Regions from separate parts of the Mus musculus genome. Here region 2 is linked to region 1. A link is a contact called in public promoter capture Hi-C data. All regions are on one chromosome and are shown on one strand. The core of a region is the stretch at or near the end of the contact, and the rest is flanking DNA. Distances in the headings are between cores, read along the strand shown. Region 1 holds the start of Olfr455 (olfactory receptor 455). Region 2 holds the start of Tcaf1 (TRPM8 channel-associated factor 1).

Evidence for each region. Promoter capture Hi-C pulls out the DNA fragments that hold promoters and counts their contacts.
Region 2: a contact with region 1 is called in a promoter capture Hi-C map of liver, with 2.4 times the contacts expected there. The contact joins the promoter of Tcaf1 here to the promoter of Olfr455 in region 1. A contact is called at or near these places in 2 of 39 promoter capture datasets (the 3T3-L1 cell line and liver) and 1 of 9 other capture datasets (pancreatic islet).

The regions. Positions count from the first base shown.
Region 1 is chr6:42,536,758-42,542,442 of GRCm38.p6, forward strand. It overlaps Olfr455 (olfactory receptor 455), which reads right to left and starts at 2,263. Exons shown (of 1, transcript NM_001081301.2): 1 at 1,310-2,263. The coding sequence starts at 2,263. The coding sequence ends at 1,310.
Region 2 is chr6:42,706,660-42,712,344 of GRCm38.p6, forward strand. Tcaf1 (TRPM8 channel-associated factor 1) reads right to left here and starts at 3,456. Exons shown (of 9, transcript NM_001355769.1): 1 at 3,300-3,456.

The DNA.
Region 1 (5,685 bases), core at 1,013-3,512:
ATAGGGCATGGGCATTTGACAGTGGACTTCCAGATGATTCAACCACTTCTCCAAAAGCCATTTTAGAGAACTTAATCTTCATCAGGCAGCCTCCCCATGCATGCTATCTGTGTCTGATCATATGAATCACTTAGATTTTGCCCTGATGGCAACTGAGACGACTGAGTCTGGAAAGATGGAGGGAAGAAACCGGCCCAGGGAGCAACCCTCAAGCCTGCTGGCTACTCCTTACCTCTGTTTCCATGTGTGAGCCTCTGAGTACTGGCTCAACCTCTTCTTTTACATTTGTCTTTGTTCCCTGGCTAGTACCTGCCACATCCATGGCCTCAATAGCCACCTATAACCCCAATTGATTCATCCTCTTGAGCCTGCACTGTGAACCTTGGGTTTGTGTCTTTTCTGCTCTAACATGGTCTTCATTGTCCCAGCCACATATCAAAACAGAGTGACAGGCCCTTTCCTCCATGGCTTCTGTTCCTGGGCTCTCTATTTCAGCAATCGCACCACCATTTACCAAATGACCTGGGTTAAAAATGATCCCCAGAGCTATTTCTGCCTGGTTCAATGTCCAGTCAAGGTTATGTATGTTTGTTCTACTTCTTCATCACTGACTCTTCTAGCAACATCTAATTTTCTGTGCAGGAACCCTGAACCAGTTTCCATTTGCCTCCCACATGGGAGGTGGAAACTGATGCCCAATTATGTCTGTCTCACTGCATCCAAGCTATCAGACAAAGGCCAAGGGAGCACAGTAGCTCACAGTACAGATCCTTCAGCCATAGCTGAGATCCTTTTCAGTATGCTTCAGCCTTTGCTAACCAGTTTTGTTTGGTTCCTTCTCCATCCTTCTCTTCTGGCTAATGCCGACTAAGCTTCTAGTATTCCAAGTAGCCAGAAACCGTCTGTAACAACTCCACTCGGCTTTGACAAATCTAGCGTGATTAAGGGGTCTCCAAGCTACTCTTTCCATGTGCTATTGCTCTTCACATCTGTCCTTCAAACCACAGGCATCATACAAAACAGTCACTGGCTTGCATAGACCTGGGAATTATGGGGAAAACTTGGCAGGAATCAAAGGAAGCTCTCAATGTAGATCAAGGTCTCTCCACTTCTTGATATTCCTCCAGGAAGGGATGAAGGACACAGCCACCACTTGTGCCTCTCTTCTCTTGCAGTTGCCAAGTTCTCTTTCCTAAATCTCACCCTTGAATTCCCAGGAGCTGCTCCAGATGCAAACACTAAACACTAGGGGACACTTCAGCAAATGAGAGTTCCCTACTCTATCTTGGTCTCTGCCAGTTATCAGGGCTCACACAGACCCTGATCCACGGAACCCCAGGACCCTGTGAATGGCAGAAGTGATCTCCCGGTTGCGCAGGCTGTAGATAAGAGGATATAGAAGTGGTGTGACGTTGGTATAAACCAGCGCTAGTGTGCGATCCAGTCGAGGGGAGTAACTGGATTTTGGCCGCACATACATGAAGGTGGCACAACCATAATGCAGGAAGGTGACAGCCAGGTGTGAGGCGCAGGTGGAGGCAGCCTTGCGTCTGCCTCCACCACCATGCAGGCGGCGCAGGGCAGAGGCAATGGCCCCATAGGAGGTCAAAATGAGCATTGAGGGCAGCAACAGCAGCACCAGGCAGGCTCCTAGCAAGGGCAGTTCATCCACATAGCTCCGTGTACAGGCCAAGTGCAGCAGTGCGGTGATGTCGCAGAAGAAATGCACCAGCAGGCGGGAGCCACAGAAAGGCAGGTGGAACACTGCCACCGTTAGCCCCACGGATACAGCTAGTCCTCCAAGGCAGCAGGCCAGGGCCAGGCGTGCACATAGACCTGGGGTCACTATAGATGCATATCGCAGGGGGTGGCAGATGGCCACGTAGCGGTCATAGGCCATGGCTGCCAGCAAAAAGCACTCAGCCCCACCCAGTGCCACAAACATCTGCATTTGGACAGCACAGCCCAAGAATGAGATGGGACTGCCCCTGCCATGGCCAGGCATGCTCAGGTCAGCTAGAGAACGGGGCACCACCACTAGCGTGTAGCAGAGTTCAATGGCTGACAACTGGCAAAGGAAGAGCAGCATGGGTGGCCTGCTTGGCACGGAGATCACAGCCACCAGGATGAGCAGGTTACCACTCAGAGTGGCCAGGTGCACGGCCAGCAGCACCAGGAAGAGAAGGGGCTTCAGATGTGGAAACTCAAAAAAACCTTGAAGGAGAAAGCCACGGGGTATGGTGTTATTGCTAGGGATGTCCATGCACTGGAGTCAGGCGGCACCTGTGGGAGAGAAGCAGAGGAAGAGTGAGCCTGTGGCAGTGGCCTTTCTGACGGCTGAGAAAGGATTACTTGGGACTTAGAACAGAATAGGGAGGGGTGGCTGCAAAAATGGTCCACGATTCACTACAGGTCCCTCTTCCCTACCACATCTCCAAAGGGATATCTTACCAAGTAGTGTAGCTTTTCCTGTCTTCCATACTAGATCTAAGTAGCTGCTTTTTCAAATTTCAGTTTCCAGAGAAGTCCTGATTCCCAGAGGAGCCTTTGGTCTTATATCACATCATTCCTGACCTCCATATAAAGAGTCAAGCACTGGCCACACTAGGGTTCTGTATTACCATAGGTCTTAGACTTCAAGGTCCCCCAAAGCAGGATGTGTCCCGGCCTCTCTACTTCTTCTCCATCCTCTTCCTTAGCTAGCTTTGCCACTGTGAACTGCCTTCTGAGTTGTGTCATGGACTCATAGAGTACAACATATATACGGGTCTTCTAGACAACCTCACTCAACTTCTTAGTTTTAAAGAGGAAGATATAACTGAGCTGGGATTGGGGCTGGAAATACAGGCTTTAAATTCTCAAAGAAATTAATAAAGAGAAAGAAAGAAAGAGAAAAAAGAAAGTAATTTCCCAAGACTGAATCCGGAAGTCTCCACAGCCCATATAATGTTCTAGAATCAGGTCACTGGAGTCAAGCTGACAATATATATTACTTTAACCTTCACTAGAGACCTAGCGTTATGGTACATACTGGGACAGACACTCAGGCAGCCAGGATGCTCTGTGGGAGATCCTGTTGGAGTTGTCAGGATCCAAATTCATCAGACATTGTGACTGATACACTAGAAAAAGTGGTGTGTGTCTGTCTATCCTGGCTCAACTCTCAAAGTGAGTACCTTCCTCAGTTGTCATCAGATCCCAGATTCTCTCTCTCTGTGACTCATCTGTAAGTAACAGTTGGGAAACATTGTCACTCTGAAGGTCTACTCTGCTGCTCAGAGTCTTCTGAATGTAACAGATGTGGGATGTAACAAAGGCTGTGGGACCTGCAGGAGGATGTTTGACCTTTTAACAGATGTTGAAAAAAAAAACCCTATTTTTAAAAATTCATTATGGCTTTTAAACACTTAATCCTAGACTCAGACATTCAATGTTCTAATCAACATGGACTGTGTAATTTGTTCATAGTCCTCATGCCAGGGTGCAAGAGTGGTGAAGTCAGGTGAAAACGGCCACACATAGTTGAATGAAAGAGCTGCAAGGAGAATGGCTTTTTCCATTGAATGCACCTTTTAGAGAGTTTTGATTTATAGACACCATCTTATTCTCTTTCTTGTAGTATTTGAAGGGAGCATTTACTAACACATTCTATTCTAATGGAGAAAGAGGCGGGTGGGACAGGAATAGGCTTGAGAGGGGTAGACTCACTTCCAATGGGGTTTAAACCCTTCCCACCTTTTGAGAAGAGGTGGATTTTCCCATCTATCGAACACATTCAGCCAACTTGAGTCCTGTGCCCATTCTCAGCCAGATGCTGCAGCATTAGGAATGAAGTTCAGAGAGACAGAATTGGTGTCTTGAGGTTGCAGGCAGATCAACCTTCTGGAGTGCCCAAGACAGAGACAGCTCTTGAGCTGCCTCTGCTGGCCTCCTTACCACTTCCTTTTCATCTCTGTACAGAAGCTAGTGGAGTGGGCTCTAGAAGGAGAGACAGACACAATCTGTTTTAATTTCTTCCCTTTCCATGATGTAAACCAGGCAGATGGCAAGAAACATTGGGTGGTGGATCAAGCACCTGCATCAAGTTGCTCAAGGAGAATCATGTTTCAAAGTAAGGCTGCCTAAAACAAACCAGATGGGTCAACTAATTGAACATGACCAAGGGGCTATTTCTGCTTTGCTTAGCTTTTCAGGAGGGATTGATATAAACTCCAGGAATGTAAGCTAGCTGTAGTAGGCTAAGAAAATGGAAGTATCAGCTGGCCATGGTGGTACTCAGCTTTAATCCCAGCACCGAGAGCCAGAGGCAGGTAGCTGCATACTCTTCCAAAGCATCAGTGATTCAAACCTGCAGAGAGAGAGAGAGAGAGAGAGAGAGAGAGAGAGAGAGAGAGAGAGAGAGAGAGAGAGGCCTGGATCACACTCCTCTCTCATAAAGATGAGGGTGGAAATTTTCACTCTTCTGGCAGATTAATAGCACCAACAAAAATAATGAACACTTAAGAGAGTTCTAGGGAAGTGATCAGGAGGACTTGAAACATAACCCGTTTAACCTAACAACAACCCAGTGAAGTAAATGGATTCTTCTCACACTCATTTTAGAGGTGAGGAATTCAACTTCTAGATAACTAGCTAATGCTAGAGCCAATTTGCAGGCAAGAATCTTAGCACCCAGTAACCTTTGGTTTTACACATTTGTTCTGCATGGTCTAGACAATGGTTTGTGATGGTTATACTTTCAGTTTTAAATTACTTGATTAAATATATAGCAAGGCAAAGTAAAAGAATAAGTAACAAAATAGCCAACAAAACACCACCAAATTAGATGCTCAAACCATCCAGCAGAAGAAGCTGGGGAGAAGATTCAATTGTTAAGAATACCATCTGTCTTTGCAAAGGCCACAGGGTTTGGCTCCCAGTATGCATATGGTGATTCAAAACTATCTGAAACTCCAGTTCCAAGAGATCTAATGTCCTCTTCAGTCCTCTGCAGGCATTAGGCATGCATGTGGTATGCATACATACATTAAGGAAAAACCTCATATGCATGAAATAAAAGTAAACATATCTTTAAAATTTTCATAAAAGAAACAGGGTCAATAATAATAAAAAAAAACAGTCAGAAGAAATGGACTGAAGTAGTTCTTTTGAGGCAGTTAGCCTGTGTTCTGAATAGAGATTTGGGTAGTGCAGCATCTCTTTGAGTGAGTCTTACACATAAAATAACTAATAACAGCAGAGATATAACAATCAAATCAGGGGCTTGGGCACAGAGAGCAAAAACTGACTGCAGTAGTCCCTTTGAGGCAGCCAGAGGCAATCCCAGGTAGAGCAGAGGGCCCTGTCTGCAGAGCCTTCCAAGTCAAAGGAAAACCAGCCCCAGATACAGACAAGATCAACAAATCAGGCACTCAAAACACCCAGCAGAAACCAACTGGGGAAGCTGTGCCAGTCAGCTGGCATTCCTGAATGATGAGTTTCCCACGGCTGGATTTCTGGCTTCTCTTCTACCCCTATAGGCACTTTTATATCATGTGATAAACAATGGCAACCTCTGTTGCAGAAGGTTCATCTTCTAACTATTTTCCCTCTTTCTCACAGAGTTAGGAGACACAGCCCATCCCCAGACAAGGGACCTTAGAGGACACACTGAGACAAATAAGCTTGTGGGTCTGTAATAGGATA
Region 2 (5,685 bases), core at 2,206-4,705, 170 kb after region 1:
AAACAGAATTAAAGATTAAAGATCTGCAGATAAAGAAAGAAACAAAGTTGTCATGATTTTTAGATGATATTATTGTTCATGTTGTCATGATTTTTAGATTATATTATTGTTCATGTGGCAAATTTGAAAGCAGGTACTGGTAAATAAAATGGCTATTTAATTATGTCAAATTTGATTGACCAGAAATTAATATATAAAGATAAGTATACTAATGAGAGTAGGGAGCTTTAAATAAATTTATACACATATGGAAAACTTGATTCATGCAGACCAGTGATGTGGGGACAAGTGATGATCTTCATGGAATAAACAACAAAGTAATCCGTTTTCATATGGACTAAGCCTGAATGCCAAATGCAAAACCATTGGAAACCATTGGAACACAAGACAATAAGTTACTTTAGAATCCCAAGGATGCAACTGTGTGCTCTGTATGTGCCTTGGTGTGTGTGATATCCATGTGTGTGTGTGTGGATGTGTCTTGTATGTGTGCTCCCACTTGCAGAGGCCAGAGGTGGTTGCCAGGCAGTTACAGCGGGTTGTGTGTTACCTTTCAATGCTGGGAATTGCCAATTTTCAGCAAGGGGAGTATTGCCATGAAAAGCTGAGCTATTTCAGCCCAATGAATTACACAATGCTTTCCACAGCCACTGAAACAATTGATGAAATTATTTTCATTTTATTTACTGAGGCAGGGTCTCTCTCTGGACTTAAAGTTGAGAATCTGATAATTTAGCTAATAAGCTTGCTTTGAGGGTGGGGCGAGGGGTGAAATCCCTTCCTCTTTATATTGGTATTATTTGTGGCTACCACACTTGCCCACCTTTTCTATGGGAGCTTGGTAGTCCAGCTTTGATCCTTCCATTTACACAGCAAGGGCCTTTATCCATTGAACCATCTCTCCCACTCCTTGAATATACAATTCTTTTTTTCCCCTTCTTTCTTGAAGATACAATTATGAACAAATGATAAACGAAAGTTCCAGTAACTTAAACGTAAAAATTTCACTGAGACACATGGAGAGATAAAGAGAAAATCTCAGAAGCAGTCTGGAAGCAGACATTTGTAGCACATACAATGACTTAGATATTGACTGAGACATGGATTGTACAAAGAAAAGACTCCAATGAGTCAATTAGGTACAGAAAAACAACTTCCTAGGAGAATAAGTACAAATCAGGTATCAGAAAGGAAGACAGAAAGCTGAATACTTGATCAGCAAATACAAAAGGCAGCCCGTCTTACTGGCTGCCTGGAAATGCTAAGTAAAATCCTACTGGAATGGGACTACTACATAACTCTCCAGACTAAAAATGTAATTTGTTATGACAGGTTTGTGGAACATCAAGATTTCTGACCCTTTGCTGGAGGGAGTGCCAAATAGTTTGGCACTTGAGGAAGATCTTGGAAATAACCTATTAAAGCTGAATATATTATGAATCCTATGACCTATTTTTTCTACTCTTGGAAGCACACAGTAAAAAAGCACTTGCACACATAGTCATGGGTGTTAAAGGACATTATGTGGTTGCCATGGTAGGTAGTCATTTTAATGTTTGTCTGCAGGTGTCCATTCTCATGTGAAATCCACCCCTTGAGTGTATATATAGGGTGGGGGTGGGAGGGTCAATCACTTCTAAAGAATGGAAGTGACAAAAATAGATGCCATTTTTGAGATTAGAGAAGAAAAGGGTAATATGGTTCTTCTCTCTCTTTTGGCAAACCCTCACTCTAGGGTTGGGGTAGAAGGAGCAAAAACTTATGTCACAGCAAGCCTTTGTAATGAGGCCCTCACTGCAGAGAAAGACATGCCTGGCCCAAATCAGGGAGATCCCAAGTTTACAACAGTCCTGTGTTAGTTCCAATGACCCTTGAGTCAGGCTGAGCCAATACCCCTTTACTACAGTGTGTGAGAACCTCCAGAGACTCCAGTCTAGATCCACAGAAACTGGCAGGTGGTAAAGAAATATTAGAAGTGGCTTTGTAGTTGTTTATTATTGATCTTATACTGTTATGTGTTGGGATAGCTTGTCACATTAAAAAAAATGAATACATTTCCCCAAGTGAGAAACCTAAATGCTCAATGGTAGAATAACTATAGGGTATTAAACCAATTAGAAATAAAAATGAAGGAAGTATAAGCAAGGATTAATCCTAGAGCTATAAGAATATACAGGATAATATTCATGAATGAAAGCATGACAAAATCATAAAGCAACCCATGTATGTTTTACACATAAGAGTAGAACTATGAAAACGGCGTAGTTGAAAGGAAAATCGCGAAGGATGCCAAGTCTCAGGCAGGGAAGGGCAGAAATGAGACCCTCCATTATGGTATTCAAGCCTTATTTTTTTACTTACAAGACGGCCAAGCGTTTATTTCACTATCTTGTAGATTAGACCACTTTGGAATGATAAGCATTCATTTTATTCTTAAGTCTTTAAAGCAACGCAAAACAGAGTGAAGAGCTAGCTGAAACGCAATCACTTTGCAAATCCTTTGGAGAATGGACAAATGGTTAGCGGGTCAGCCCATAGACAAGAGACATTGGTTCATCTCTTTAAGAGATTCTTCCTCCACGTTTCCACGATTGTCTAATTGGCAAGATCCTTTTTCCCCCTCTTCCATTTTTGTCCTTCATTTCAGGTTGGGCCAACCCAGAAGGCCTGCGGGGGGTGGGGGGTTGTGTATCTGCCAACTGGATAATCTAAGCCCCTGCTGCTGCAGGCCGAAGGCGGTCCAGACCTGCGTTCTCCAGAAGCCCCACACCCATTTCAGCAGCACCCTGCCCACATCCTCCCACCCACCTCTCAGAGCAAATATACTCCAGGCCCCTGGGTGCTTAAAGGACATGGAGAGGACTTTTACCTGGGGGCGGGTAAAGGAGGCTAAGCAGGGACTGTGGCCCTTAAAGAATTCTGTGTGGAGTCTCCTTCCGCAACCTCTGAGGTTCCTTTCATCAAATCCCAAAGGCTCCCTGCTGAACACAAACCACTCAATAAGGAAATGGGAAACGGCTGGGAGGGGGTTCCTGGCTGGCGAAGGGATAACAATGCAGGAAGACTGAAGGAGATATCTAAAGCAGCGGAAAGCTCAGAAAGAGACAGAGAGGAAGGTCTCAATGTGGAATGCATCAGCCACCTCCGCACGCCCGAGTTGCCCACACCAGCCCCCCACGCAGCCCCAGGCACTCGCCACCTCCTGCCCCCTTCCCCGCGAAGCACCCCACCCTTCTGGCAGTGGCCTTTGTCATCGCAGGCCTCTCCTGGTGCAGACCCTATCGCGGAGCCAGACTCACTCTGCGTCGCTGTTCCCTGAAGTGCTGATTCGGAGGCACAACAGCAAAGGAGGAAGCTACCCAAGGGGAAGAAGCTTCAGGCCTGCAAGGGAATAGGCGGTGGACCAGTGGATGGGGGACGTGGAAAGTCACTGGCAGAGAAGGGGGAGCAAGCAATGGGCCGTCCTGAGAACTGATTGGCTACACGGGGATGTGGGCGGTGCTCCGCTCTCTGCCCCCAGACCTTAGAGGCTCTCCTTTATGTCAATTTCTGCTCCAAGGCTTGGATGTGCAGCTGGCCAATTTCTAAAACACATACATACATACATACATACATACATACATACATACATACATACATACAGCTTAACACTGTGAACAAATAAGACATTGATAAAACAAGAGAGCTTTTATCAGAAATTATACACAATTATATTAAGAGAAGAATTAAAGCTATGGGTCCTATATTAAATTTAATGAAAAAGTCAAGTTTTGGTAGAAGAGAGTGTGTCTACACTTTGTTATATCCCAAACATCTGGAGTTTGAAGCTGTTGCATCTTCCTTAGTTTCATAAACTGGAAGTATGAGTGAATAGTGGCGGCTACAACAAATTGCCAGACAAGGAGGTGAATTAAGCCACACCCTTCCGACATCTTACAGTTCTGTACATCAGAAGCCTGGCACAGGTTCCACTGGGTAAAGCTGGGAAAATCAATGGGAGGATTTGCTTTCCTCCCTTCTCCAGATTCCAGAGTAGGCCTCAAATGATCTGACTTTGCCTGCTCAGGGACTTGCCCTGTCTGCAGAGGCAGTGGCCTCATCACTCCACCCTATACTTCTGCTATGGCATCTTCTCAGCTTTCTGATGCCCTCAGTTCCTTAGGGGACCCTGGTATCCATTCCAGTGGTTCTATCCAAATGACTTCTCAGCTCAGGGTCAGGTAACTAGCAAGCCTAATTCCATCCAGATCACAACTTCTTGGTCCTGTAACATTGCATCCTAACATGCTCTAGAATGATATATGGTTTCTATGGGGTCGTGTGTCTTCCCCCGAAGGTATGTTAGGATGTTTTTGCCCTGTTCTGTGATACTTGTCTCTATCAGGGTTAAAATAGGACTCTACGACTACATGTGACAAAGATCGTGCAAATGTCTGCTTTAACCTGAAAGAGGGCAGGTAATTCCAGACATGGGTGATTGCATCGTACTGTCACATTGATTGAGTTCACTCTGTTGTAACTAGGACATCCTCTTTGTAATGTGGGTCCCTTCATCACTGACCTTCAGCTCAGCTCACTGGTACCTAACTCAAAATCAAATCATTCTCTGGGGGTCTTTGCACAGCTCCATCGACATCTAGCCCATATGCTCATCCTTCTTCCGACTTACATGTTACTTACATGTTCTTTGCCAAGTAGTGCTGGGTCCTGGAGCAAAAGATAAAAGAGGGGAGCCAGTACCAGGCTCCCAGCATATTTCTGACAGCCTCTGAGAATTTGAGGAGACCTTTCTCACACATTGTCACAGTGTGCTTCAGTTGTAACATGACTGACGGGTAGCCTGATCCTGTTCTACCCCAATTCTAGCGGGCCTTTCTTTTTTGACCTCTTTTTTGAGGCCACGTCTCTCATTCCATTCAGTCCTCTTTTCTCCCCTGCATTGTTAAGTTTCCTCCCTGAGATAGTGCAGTTCCATAGGCAGAATGTGTAGTGGGAAGATCATATCAACAGAACACTTGCCTTGGTCTCCAAGAACCACTTATTACCACTTCAAATTCTGCTACTTTAAGAATTGGAACACACTGTGATAATGTGTGAGAAAAGTCCTCAAGAATTCCCAGGCCCTCCTCTTCCCTCTTTTTCTCCAGAGGCCTGCACTTCTTAGAAAAGAGCATGTAACACTCAGAAGAAGAGCAGAAGCAGGAGCTGGGAGAGGATGAGTTGTAACAAGGACCTCAGCGGCGAAGGGCAATATAACCTGTGCTTTCTCCATACTGAGTGGGAAGGAGCTCTGTGCACTGACAATGTATCTGTGCAACCCCCAAGATGCTGAAAATGGGGTGGAGGAAGGGATGGAGGGAGGGAGGGGGTGGCTTTCCAGTGATCTGTAGGCTAGGGAGAAGAGGATCTAGGTCAGTCTGTTTGCCACACAAGCATGAGGGGCTGGGTTTGAGCCCAAGTAAAAGGCTGGGTGTAGTGACATAGGCTTGTAATCTGCAATCCCAGTGCTAAGGAGGCAGGGACTGAATTCCTGTGGGTTAATTGACAATCAACCTAATCTACTTAGTGAGCTTTGAGCCACTGTCTAAAAACAAAACAACAACAACAACAACAACAACAACAAAGCTAAGATAGATGGCTCCTGAAAATGTATACCCAAGTTACCCTTTGGCCTCCACCAACACA